Regions from separate parts of the Mus musculus genome. Here all the other regions are linked to region 1. A link is a contact called in public HiChIP or PLAC-seq data. All regions are on one chromosome and are shown on one strand. Each heading gives the region's core, a stretch centred on a gene start, on an enhancer-like site or on the middle of the called end of the contact. The rest is flanking DNA. Distances are from core to core; before and after follow the strand shown.

What was found. HiChIP or PLAC-seq counts read pairs in DNA pulled down with a chosen protein or histone mark.
Region 2: a contact with region 1 is called in a FOXA1 HiChIP or PLAC-seq map of pancreatic cancer cells. The contact joins the enhancer-like site here to the promoter of Plscr3 in region 1. A contact is called at or near these places in 14 of 39 promoter capture datasets (the 3T3-L1 cell line, 3T3-L1-derived adipocytes, the HPC-7 cell line and 8 more) and 1 of 115 datasets of contacts at active chromatin or transcription factors (pancreatic cancer cells).
Region 3: a contact with region 1 is called in a FOXA1 HiChIP or PLAC-seq map of pancreatic cancer cells. The contact joins the promoter of Dnah2 here to the promoter of Plscr3 in region 1. A contact is called at or near these places in 3 of 39 promoter capture datasets (cranial neural crest, embryonic stem cells and liver), 1 of 484 Hi-C or Micro-C datasets (embryonic stem cells), 2 of 115 datasets of contacts at active chromatin or transcription factors (embryonic stem cells and pancreatic cancer cells) and 2 of 9 other capture datasets (liver and pancreatic islet).

What each region holds. Positions count from the first base shown.
Region 1 is chr11:69,844,734-69,848,918 of GRCm38.p6, forward strand. It overlaps Plscr3 (phospholipid scramblase 3), which reads left to right and starts at 1,884. Exons shown (of 8, transcript NM_023564.4): 1 at 1,884-1,958; 2 at 2,175-2,342; 3 at 2,602-2,840; 4 at 2,924-2,966; 5 at 3,070-3,290; 6 at 3,481-3,642. The coding sequence starts at 2,336.
Region 2 is chr11:70,196,553-70,200,737 of GRCm38.p6, forward strand. No RefSeq gene overlaps it. Among named protein-coding and RNA genes, the nearest start is that of Slc16a11, 15 kb to the right of the region's middle. Within about 2 kb of position 1,944, at least 54 of the 459 cell types and tissues checked have an H3K27ac peak or open chromatin away from gene starts, as enhancers often do. A contact at or near this core is called in the HPC-7 cell line, the SN4741 cell line and pancreatic cancer cells, where this site is marked.
Region 3 is chr11:69,547,068-69,551,252 of GRCm38.p6, forward strand. Dnah2 (dynein, axonemal, heavy chain 2) reads right to left here and starts at 2,041. Exons shown (of 86, transcript NM_001081330.1): 1 at 1,925-2,041.

The sequences.
Region 1 (4,185 bases), core at 634-3,133:
TATGGAGTCATACACTCGGGCATGACACCCTATAGACATAGTAAAATTAAGAATGCAGACCTCGCTGTTTCTTGTGAGACTATGCCGGGGCCTAGCAAACACAGAAGTGGATGCTCACAGTCAGCTATTGGATGGGTCACAGGGCCCCCAATGGAGGAGCTAGAGAAAGTACCCAAGGAGCTAAAGGGAACTGCAACCCTATAGGTGGAACAACAATATGAACTAACCAGTACCCTGGAGCTCTTGTCTCTAGCTGCATATGTATCAAAAGATGGCCTAGTCAGCCATCACTGGAAAGAGAGGCCCTTTGGACTTGCAAACTTTATATGCCCCAGTACAGGGAAATGCCAGGACCAAAAAGAGGGAGTGGGTGGGTAGGGGATTGGGGGGGTGGGTATGGGGGACTTTTGGGATAGCATTGGAAATGTAAACGAGAAAAATACCTAATAAAAAAGAAAGAAAGAAAAAAAAAGAATGCAGACCTCAGCAGTGGAAACATGGCCCTTGTTGGTAAGACCACCCATTGCTCTGTGCTCAACCTTACACTGAAGTGGGCTTATTTGGCATTTGGGGACAGTTAAAGCTTCCTTCCGCTCATTTGCTGGGTTTTCAGCACTAGTAAGAAGTACCCCCAAAGGAACGGGATCTTAGAGGTGAAAGGTCAACAGAGAGACCAAGATATATGAAGCCAGGGATTGCACGGGCAGGCAGTAAATGACATAGCACAGCAAGGCAAGGGGGAGGAGGGGTCTGTGCTGTGCAGAAGGGTCTCAGAGGCCTAGCATGACTCAACTTGCAATTTTCTCCTTACATCCTATCTCTGAGGCATAATGAAGTCATGTTCCCTCATATACACATCAACACTGCCTCACTGCCCTGGTCTCTGGTGCAATCCACCACAGTAGGACCAGATTTCTGTAAGAACCTCTCCCTTACCTTGGCCTGCCCACAGCCTCCTGGGTTGTTCTGACACAGTAGTTCTCAGTTTAGGCTGTACAATAAAAACTAGAATTCTAAGAATCCCTAGTCTGCACCCCAAGCACTAATATACAATTGATAGGAAGTTAAGACCCAGGCACAAGTGATGGGCTAGTTTCGGCTTTGTTTCTTTAATATCTCCCCTAGTGACCCAGGTCACTCCCAAGCTGACCTGGAACTCGCGATCCTCCACACCTGCCCAGATACTATGCTATCTTCTTTTGAGGAAAGGAGTCTTTTGAGAGAGTCTCCCTATTGTAGCCCTGACTTGGTCTGGAACTATGTAAAACAGACTGGCCTCATACTTGTGACTCTCCTCTTGCCTCTCCTTTCCCAAACGCTGGGATTGCATGTTTTGCCTCCATACTGGGGAATGGAGGGCCTGTTCTGTTCAAGTGTCTTTCCCTGAGCCTTACCTCATGCACATTCATTACTGTTACCTTTTGAAAGTCTGTCACGCGTGTAATGGGCGTGCCTGAACTGAGAGGTGACTGAGTGGGTCAACGCTGTGACAGGGGGAGAACACAGCGAGGTCGCCCTGAGAAGAACACCGAGCCAAGTCTGGGAGGCAAGGAATGAGTGTGAATGGTGTTCCGCTGCGTCAGCGAGGCCCGCCCCGCCCTTGGGAGGAGGATCCCGGGGACCGGAGCAGCCACGCGGTGGGGAGGCAGAGCAGCAACCCGCGGAAAAGGCGAGGGTCTTGCTGCTGGGGATAGGGCCGCAATCACCCTCCAACAGGCCAGGTCTCCAAGCCTCTGCAGTCGGAGCGGAAGGGGCGGAACCACGGTGAACAAAGCGCACAAGGTCCAAGGTCCGCGGCCCCGGGGGAGGAGAAGCGCCTGCTTTCTGCGCAGTCGCCCCGCCCGGACTGGGGGGCGGGACTTAGGCGACCCGGGGGTGGGGTCAGATCTGGGCCCGCCTCCACCAGCGCCTGTGAGCCCCGGAGTGCGTGGCCCCCCGACTTATTCTGGGGGCTTCAGGTGAGCCGGACCATAGAGGGGTTAAGGAGACTTTCCTCGGGGTCAGGTCATCTGTCTGACCTCAGGACCATCTGCCCTGCCGTCTGCCAACAGCCATCTCCGTAGAAAAAATGGGAGAACAAAGGGAGGGGGCGGTCCTGGGGCCCCTAAGAAAATTCAGGGTCCTAGGTACCCCGCCCCGCCCGCTGACACTTTCGGTTTCTCCCCGAGTCTTAGGTGCCGCCCTAGAGACCCTGGGCCCGTACTGGGCGCAGCTACCTCTTCGCCTCTGCCTGTCCGTCTTTGTTTCTGTGTCTGTCTAGCTGTTCCCGAGCTTGTCCCACTCCAGAACTAAGTCTCCCCTACGCCAAAAGCCCAAGACTCCCCTCCTGATTCCCATGGCAGGTACGTTGACGCTAGGTTGGGGTCTCCATTATTCCCCCCTGCCCCCACGAAATTGGGTGCCGGGTGTCGAACACATTCTCCAGGAATGTGCTCAGACTGGCTGCGTGGGGCCCTCCCTTCCTCCTGGGGAGCCACCGCCCTGCCCCTCCGCCCCATCATTCTCTGCCTCTTCTTACGTTTTCCGCGGGTGCTCCTGGTCCTTGGGCTGTGAAAGAAGAGTCCACAGATAACTTTCTAATCTACTCCTGCTCCCCTACAGGCTACTTGCCCCCCAAAGGCTATGCCCCTTCACCCCCACCTCCCTACCCCGTGCCATCTGGGTATCCAGAGCCGGTGGCTCTGCATCCTGGACCGGGACAAGCTCCAGTGCCCACCCAGGTGCCTGCCCCTGCTCCCGGCTTCGCTCTCTTCCCCTCGCCAGGCCCAGTGGCTCCAGGGCCTCCTGCTCCTTTCGTGCCATTGCCAGGGGTGCCTCCTGGCCTCGAATTCCTAGTGCAGGTGAGTGAGAGAGAGGATGGCTGGGAGGAGAACTGAAGTTCGAGGTGACGGATAAGGTCAACGCTGCTCTTAACTCTTTACAGATTGATCAAATCTTGATTCATCAGAAGGCTGAACGAGTGGAAAGTGAGTAGGAGATGGATGGAGCAAGATGGGCTTCATGATCTTTATGGCAGTGGTTAGCTTCTGGGCAGGTGGCCCCCGAGCCTCAGCGTGTTGCCCTTCCCAGCGTTCCTAGGCTGGGAGACCTGTAATATGTATGAACTTCGCTCCGGAACCGGACAGCAACTGGGTCAGGCAGCTGAAGAGAGCAACTGTTGTGCCCGCCTGTGCTGTGGTGCCCGCCGACCATTTCGAATCCGCCTAGCGGACCCTGGGGACCGCGAGGTGCTCCGGCTCCTCCGCCCACTTCATTGTGGCTGCAGCTGCTGCCCCTGTGGTCTTCAGGAGGTGGGCATGGCAGGTTTTGGGGTGGTTGGTGGGCAGTGTATGGTAAGCAGCGCAGAAAGAGTTGTGGCTTTAATAGGAGTGGGGGCGGTTTAGTTGAGGGTCTGAACAGTCAGAAGACAGCTGGCACCAGTGAAGAGCGCTGGCCAAGGTGTCCTGGCTTGACAGTAATCCTGTCTGCTTCCCTTTCCAGATGGAAGTCCAGGCTCCACCTGGCACCACCATTGGCCATGTGCTACAGACCTGGCATCCCTTCCTTCCTAAGTTTTCCATCCTGGATGCTGATCGCCAACCTGTTCTACGAGTTGTAGGGCCTTGCTGGACTTGTGGCTGTGGTACAGACACCAACTTTGAGGTATTATGAATTAGGGGGCGGTGATTTCTAGGCTCTTCACAAACCAAGATTGGGGGCGATGAGCTGGCTCAGAGGGTGAAGGTACTTGCCACCAAGTTTGACAACCTGGGCCCTAGCCATGAGTCCCATATTGTAGAAGACAGTTCCTGCAAACTGTCCTCCCCACACACATGCCATGGTGCACGCAATCAATCAACCAAGCAATCATTCAATCAGTCAATGTAATTAGAAAAACAAGAAGAAAAGGCAGTAGCCTCCGTGCTAACGGATGACTTAAGGTCAAGACCTGTCTGAAACCAAAAATGTCTTCTTCAGTCCAAGACTGCATGTTCCCTACAGCCCTGCAGGGCCTTAGGGAGCATCTGAGGCCAGCCTGCATCTAAAGTGGAGGACTGTTATCTCCCAGTCTTCCACTGCATACATTTGCCATGGGCTCGACCCAGGTAGCCCCTGTGCTTATCTGTAAGCATAGACCCTTTCATAATTTAACCCTTGGCTTGGCCTGGAAACCTAGAAGTCCAAATGACCCATCTAACCAGAAGT
Region 2 (4,185 bases), core at 694-3,193, 350 kb after region 1:
CATCTTCCTTTATAAACTATTTGCTTCTGGGCAACATCTGTCTTCTCTCTATCCAGAAGTCCCTCTATCCTTTGTCCCTCGGTGGCAAATATCCCGTCCTCCTCTCCTTTGCCCCTTTTCTCTCTCATCTATCTTCCGTCTCTGTCTCTTATTCCCGGCTCTTTGTCCCTCTGGGGCAAATAAATTTCCTTTGTACTGAGAACTTGGTTTTGATGTGTCCTGGGCCAATTTTGATCCTTTCAGAGGCCAACCTGGGATATGTGAGATCTTGTTTCCAGAGAAAACCAGACCTCCAAACGAAACAGAAGATAGAGTAGCCCAAGAAGGAGGTATGCTCAGACTGCACTGTTCCCTCTGGGGCCTGCAGTTTCTTCTGCTTGGGGCCTGAGAGACAAGTGCCCTGATTCCTCCCATAGCTATGGCTAAGGGGTCACACCCTTTCCTCCTAGGTTCACAGGTTAAATGGGCAGAAGCTTACTGAAGACTCACGGATCACAGAGCTCTCCTCCGCCCACCCATCTACCTACTCTATTTAAATACATCCTTAAACAGTGTTACTTCTTTGTAGGCATTTCTCCTACCACTCTATAAATGCTAAATCATTCAATCCCCAGTCCACTTGAGATGCCCTGACAAAATGCTGTAGACCAAATAATTTATAAATGATAGAAATGTATTGGTCATCGATCTGGAGGCTGGAAAGCCCACAGCGTGCGTCAGTGTCTCCTAAGACCCAACTCTCTGCTTCACAGATGGTTCTGTCTAGCAGAAGGGGGTCACAAGCTCTCAGACCTTTTACAAAGACCTTAACTTCATTCACTTAGTAGCCTCAGGAGATCCCCACCTCCTGATACGATTGTGATGGGGATTAGATCTCACGCATGGACTCTGGAGGGATATAAACATTCAGATCGTAGGACTTATCATCATCTTTCCCATGAATTAGGGAACTGTTACATAGTATCAAATACTATGGTCCCTAATTGGCTAAGGCAGAACTAGAAGGCAGCTGGCCTCCTTTCTGGATTCATATTCTAGCTACCATCCAACAGAACCTCTTGAATCTGTGTGCATTAGAGCACTCATGTTCCATGCTGAATATAACATGTTTACTGTTAATGAGTTTTCTATGGTACCCAGAGCCTCACACATATTAAACATATATTCTGCTGCCAAGCTATTCTCTGGACTTTTTTTTTCTTAATATTTATTTATTTACATGAGTACACTGTCACAGTCTTCAGGCACACCAGAAGAGGGCATCAGATCCCATTACAGATGGTTGTGAGCCACCATGTGGTTGCTGGGATGGGAACTCAGGACCTCTGGAAGTACATCAATGCTCTTAACCGCTGAGCTATATCTCCAGCCCTTCTCTCTGGACTTTTTACTTCTGTTTGTTTTGGGGTTTTGTGTGTTTGCGCTCTCTCTCTCTCTCTCTCTCTCTCTCTCTCTAGCCCTGGCTGGCCTGGAGTTCTGTATGCAGACCAGACTGTTATTCAATTACAATCTCCAGCGTGCTGAGATTAAAGGCTTGCACCATCACGCCTGGCTCTTTTTACCTTTTACTTCCGGACAAAGTCTTACTAACTTGCCCAGGCTAGCCTTTATCTCTATAGAACAGGCAAGTCTTAAATATTCAATTTCCATGCCTTGGGCTCTAAAGGAATTAGGCTAATTGGCCTAAACTTCCAGGCTCAGTGACTGTTATTTTTTTTTAAAGGACATGTATTTTAAAAATGTATTCATCTACAAAAAACTCACTGAGTCTATTATGCTCTGACACCCACCCAACATAGCTGTAGCCATTTTGTTCTGTGCCTGCCAGCTATTTCATATTGTTGCTGTAACATGCCTGCCAGTCATTGACACAGAGCAGTGGCTTGGCTCAGACACCCTGACCACACACCCTGTTTTGTTCTGTATGTTCTGAATGAGGGTTGCTAATCTTAAGAAATACCACAGAGTTTTACATGGGACCCATTAAGTCAAAGGTCACGATGAGTTGTTAGGTCTAAAATAGCCTGAGTCAGAGCTGACCACTGGGCAGCCCTTCCTGTGTTTGAGCTCAGTGTGGTTTTTGTGGCTGACACTGAAGAATGCGACTAATAAACCAAAACGTTATGACTATAATGCTCATGCTCTGTTATCTCAATGTTCTGAAACTCCCCTGTCCACCACCCATCCACCACCCCATCCGCTTAAAGGTTAGCTGATGATACTTTGCCTAGGAAGCCAACTGCTCCCACTCATTGCCCTTTAAATTTTGGAACCTAGTACCTGGTTTTTCCTATAAAATGCCTACCCTGAGAGCAGACTAGTACCGCAATTAGGCCTCTGAGTCCTTTTCAAGGCCCTGAACATTCGGAATTAAGGTATGCATTCGCTAAACTATTCTCAATTAGCTGAGATCGGTGTTTGTATGGTTTGACTGCAACTCCTGAACCTCAACGAGTTCACTGTTGATTGACTTCTTATCAATTATTATGGATCATAATGAAATGGACATGGGATGGAGTCTTTGGCTGTGAGAAAAGAAAATCAACCTTTGAGTTGTTTCAGGAATACAGACTCTAACAAAGGGGTTGACTGGCTAATGTCATGTTTTGTAGACGCCTATCTAAGCATTCGTTATTTTAGAATCTTGCTTCCCGTATTTTCGAGTCCGTAAAGGTGCTCACCTCTCAAGCATTTGCATAAACACTCGGGAAGGGTTAGGTTAAGCTTGTTTACCCAAGGACAACAAGGAAATAAACTCAAAGACCACGAGCCTCTTAAGAGCCACCAAGAAGCCAGGATAGGTAGTACATATGTGTAGGTTCCAGCTTCCCAGGACATTGAGGTGAGAGGATCTTTTCAGCCCAGAAGTCAAGGTCAGCTTGGGCAACACAGGGAAGCTTCCTTTCAATAAGAAGAAGGGATAGAAGACGAGAGGAAGAAAAGGAAGGAGGAAGGGAGGAGAAAGAGAGAGAGAAGAGGAGAGGAGAGAGCCAGGCAGGCCTTATATATTGTGGAGTTCAGTGTGGAGCCTTAGCTCAGTGCTTCGAGCACCCACTGGCCCCAGTCCTAAAACTTCTGCTCTAAAGCCTCAGGCACCAGCTTTTTATCTCCCAAATCCCGGATGCAGTGAGGTGGAAACTCATTCCCTAGAAATCAGGGTCTCCAGGGGCCGCAGCTGAGGGCATAACACTGCCTCCCAAACGTGTGGTGAATGAAGGGCAGTCTCCTCGCAAATGGCTCCCCGTCACGGATCAAGGAAAGGGGAACTCCTTTGAGAGTTTGAAATTCGGTTACAGAAAACTCGGGAAACCTATTTGAATGCACTAGAGAACAGCAATCCTCAGCGAGGGAGGCTGCCAGGGTTTTTGTTTGTTTGTTGTTTGTTTGTTTTTGCAAAACAGGGGCAGGAGAAAGCTTTCAGAGGAAATAATTTTGGGTTGGACAAGGTTTGTAAAGGAGATTTGTGGCAGATAAGAGGAACTCAGCTCAGAGCAAATGCACTGAAAGGGAAAAGATCTAAAAGAAGAGGGTATATGCCGGCCAGCCGGCCGCCAGGTCATGAAACCTTCAGACCGGCAACTTGTCCAGACTTCACCAGTCCTCACCGGACTTCACCCAGGCATCTGCCTTGATCTTGAAAGCAGGCCCTCAGATGCCTTGGTCCAGAAGAACACCTTGGTAGGAGTGTTGCACAAGGTATGCTTTTGCCTGGAGTGTCCTTATTTCACTCATTGCTGACCTCCTGGACACTCAGGTTTGGTAGCTCCCACAGGGTGTCTAGTGTACATTCCCACAGCCTCAGGGAAACCTGTAATCCAACTCCTTCTCCCTCCCACCCCCCACTTCTGGCTTTTAGGCTCACATGACTCAGTTAAATAGAGATCCTGGCCAGGCCAAGCCATTGCAGCCCAGTGGGGTTATCTAGAGTTTATCTAGATATATCTTCTAAGAGACCATGTAAGTTACACACTGAGGTACCAGTTTGGAACTAGAAAGGTAGATAGACACAGAATACTCAGCAGTAGCATAAAAGATGGGCAGAGTAGAGAGAAAAAGGACAGAGTCACTCTTGACCTCTTGGCTCTATCTGATCAGATCAAACAGGATCAAACAGGAGAATCACCCAAGCCTGGGGCAGAGCAAGGTTGGGGTGGAGAAGACGGGGTGAGAACGGGTGGGGCGGAA
Region 3 (4,185 bases), core at 791-3,290, 300 kb before region 1:
GCGGGGGGGAACGGGTGAAGGCTGGAACTGGAATTTTTTTTTTTTTTTTAATCTGAGGATTGGCTTTGAAAAGCGTTGCTGGTTTGGGGGGCAAACGAGAGGCGGGGACTCCCCTGGGGAAGGTGACCCGGCCTGGGAGGAGCTTTGCTCTCCATAAGAACAAAGGCTGCGTCCCAGAGCAGCTTGGAGATCATTGGAGGGGCAGAACTGAGTGGGTGCTAGGGGGCGCTGCGTGTCCTGGTGGCTGGAAGGTGGAAAAGACAGCTGTACCCGAGGTCGCAAGACGCTTTGGGGAGACGTGGGAAATGCCACGAGGAAGCAGAATCATGGGAATAGGGAGGCGCCCTCCCTGCTTCCATCAATAGTGCCTAATTAAGACAAAGCCAGCAGCGAGCCCACTGATTACATTTCCATGAGGAGCTAAATTGATGACATTTTCTTTGCTGGATATGAAGAGACGCTGGCACCTCAGTTCTACCATTTTCACACCTGACAGGTCTCATTTAGCCAGTCTGGTCCTGCCGGAAGTGGCAGTCCCTGGTACTCCTGGAAGCCAATGCATTTATCTACACCCTGACCCAAGCCACCACTTCCATAATCGACCATTCCTCTCTTACTTACACCAACACCAATACCAACACCTTCCCCGTTCGCCATGTAGCTCAAGCTGGCCTCAAACTCTCAAACTTTGAGTCTTGCCTCTGCCTCTTGGGTGCTGGAATTATGGGGGTGTGCTGCCACATCTAGCTGCCGCCATTATCCTGAAGATGAGTTTCTGAGCTCTGATTTGTGTGGTCTTTGGCCCAGCCCAGACTCCTGTTGCTGAGAGAGCAGGGACTGAAGGAAAGAGGCTGCGCCACACCCTAAAACCAACAGCTGCACAGTACACGGGGCTGGGATGGAACTCATAGGTAATCTTCCAGCCAGATGGTAAAGAGGGGTGATGTGACTGGTCAGAATCCCGAGGGAAAAGTCCCAAAGGACTGAAAATTTGTGGGGAGGCTTGGGATGGGGATCCTCAAGGGCAGGTTCATAAATCCCTCAGGGAAAGGAACTTTGCATAGACCCTTTTTCTCTTCTGACTCCCCTCTCAACGGTGGCTGTGCCTAGGGATCCCAGCCCCCCACATTATGCTAAATAGGTAATCAAACATCTTGCTTTGCTAATTACTGCTCAATCCGATTAAACGCCGCTGAAGCTCATCAGCAGAGGTGGAGGTAAAGGGAGGGGGGGGGCGCAGCCACAGCTGTGATGGGATGCTTGTCCCTAGGGGCTGTAGGGGACAGCTGAGAAACAACCAGAGTAGCAAGTCTAAGCACATCCCAAAGGAAAGGGACTGAGCAGTTGTACCCTGAGATCGGTCCCTTAGCCTGGGCCACCTCAACTATAGGCGTTTCTCTCCTCCCAGAGCCTTATCACCCTCAGAACCCAGGCACCCGGCCATTCCCACAGTCACCCACACACACCCCTGTCCCAGATTTAATAAGGTCTGTTCTCCCACTGTCAATATTTGATTTCTCAGAGCCATCTCCACGGAGAAGAGGGGCCTCGGTCCTTCTTCCCCCCTACCTTGGTCCTTTTGGGCCCAGTCCTAGTCCCTTTGTGCTCCCAACCTTCTCTGAACTTACTGACTTAATGAAATGATATTAAAGTCTTAAGCAACTCCAAGAAGAATGGTTGCTATGGTAAAGGGAGTGGGCAGGACGCCTGGGTCCCTGAGGGGTGTAAGGGCTGAGAGGGAGAGGGAGCCAGAAGCTAAGACCTAGAAGTCACAGCCCCCTACCCCCACCCTCCAACCCCCGTGGGTAATAGCAAACTTTGGATGAGGTGGGTGCCATACCTCTAGATCTTCGTGAGAAGCAGGGAATAAGGTGGGTGCTAGGAGAAGCTGGAAGGACAGATGTTCAAGGGGTCAGGGTCTTACCCGCCACTGGCTGACCTGAGTATCCATTAGGAGAGAGGGATCAGTGTGGGAGACGGGGCCTCTGTGCCAGCAACCGCCCTGCTGACCCTGCCCTGGACCAGTTCCGTGAGAACCAGAGTGGATTCTTCAACAACCCTGACTCATCTCTCTGCCCCCTTTCCCCACCAGCAGCCCCCCCACAGGTGATTTGTAGCTGAGGCCACCCCCCTCCAGTGGCATGAGCCAGGAAAGAGTCATTCCATGACAAGAAGAACTGAGGGCTTCCAAAGAGAACTCGGGCCAATGGGTGGAAACCGAAGCCCCACCCCGGCTCCCCACATCCATCCCCTTCTCACTCCCCTGGGGACCCTGGCCCAGCCCCAGTCCCCTTGGGGTGGTGGGAATGCAGGGACATTTGGCTGTGGCTGATTGATGAGGGAGGAGGAAGCCCGTGCGCACGAAGGCTGCTGTTTGCTGAGCACACAGATTCCTCCCCACTCACCAGCTGCTGCCCCCTGAGGCTGCTCGTGGGCACCCCCACCCCACCAGTCAGTGCCACTGGGGGAGCTGATGCCTAAGTTCCTGATAGAGAACCAGGAAACGGACTGCTTCAATTCCCTCATGAGAATCACAGCTGCCTCGAACCTGGTTGTTTTGAACTCCCTCCGGACACCTGCCCTGCCACATACGTGACTCTTGTACTCAGTAGTGGCCATTCATTCTGTGTCTTTCTTTCTTGCCCTACTTATCACCCCAAGTCCAGGCAAGCCAGTACCCTGCCTCCGAACCACCCCACATCTCTTTCCCCCGCCTGCCTGCAGACCTTGAACATCTTCCTGGGAAGGGGGAGACCCGAGTCTGTGGGTGCCCACTTTCCCGTTAGGAAGAAGCCCCACATTTCATTCTAACTTAAATCTCAGTTTGCAACATCAAACATTATCCACCAGATATTTTTATTGCAGTCTTGTGTGTTGGCTCAGCGAGTTAAGGCACCTGCTGCAAAGCCTGAGAAGCAATGTTCCATCCTGTGGAGCCACGCGGTAGAACAGACCCTGGCAACTTGGCCCCTGCCCTCTATGCGCATGCCACGGCCTGCACAAACGCTCCCTACCACACGCACATAAACACACATTTAAAAAAAAAGAAAGAAAGAAAGAAAGAAATTTCTACTGCAACTCCTTACCCCTTCTCCTATCGCTAACACTCCCCAACACAGACCATACTCTGAACAGGTGAAAGTTGTATCTCTTAAACTGCAAAGGCTAGCCAAGCCTGTGCTTCTGCAGCTCCGCCCCCAGGATGGCCAAGCTCCACCGACCTTCCTTCCACAGTTGGGAAGGGCAGCTTAGGCATCTGGGTCCCTAGCCTACTTGTTTCCCTTAGTTCTGCTCTGCTCGCCCTCGCTGGATGTGTTTCATTGTGTTGTGTATTTGAAATAGGGTTTCGCTTCATAGGTTACACTGGCCTCAAACTCACAAGCCTCTGCCCTCAACACCTCACAAGTGCTGGGATAACAAATTCTTGCTACCCCACACTCAGCTTCCTGCTCAGGATTTTATGTCTTAGGCTTCCAAAAGCTTGAAACATCATCTTTACCCTCCTCGGGCTTAAAAACTCCTTGAGTAAGAACAACTACTGTATACACACAGGAAACAAGGGGGTAGAGAGACCAAGCAAGGGCTTCTTTCTCTTTCCTTCCCATCCCTTCCCTTCCCTTCCCTTCCCTTCCCTTCCCTTCCCTTCCCTTCCCTTCCCTTCCCTTCCCTTCCCTTCCCTTCCCTTCCCTTTCCTTCCTTCTCTTCTCTTTTCTCTACTCCTCTCCTCTCTTCGCCTTGCCTCTCTTCTCCTCTCCTCTCTCTCTCTCTCTCTTTCTCTCTCTCTCTCTCTCTCTCTCTCTCTCTCTCTCTCTCTCTCTCTCCCTCCCTCCCTCCCTCCTCCTCTCCCTTCCCCCCTTCCTATTCCCCTCTCTGTTTGAGACAGGGTTTCTCTGTGTAGCCCAGGCTAGCCTGGAACTCACTCTGTAGACCAGGCTGACCTCAAGCTGAGAGATCCACCCACCTCTGCCTCCCGAGTGCTGACATTAAAAGTGTGTGCACCACACCTGACCAGACCAGCTTCTTAGAGTGACTTTCTGCCCCTTGGGCTATGGCTAGGGACAGACAGGGAAAGCCTGGAACAAAAATACAGAGGATGCCCCTGTTATTACCAAACAGGTCTTTTATTTTATTTTATATTTATTTTTTAGAGACAGGGTTTCTCTGTGTATCCCTGGCTGTCCTGGA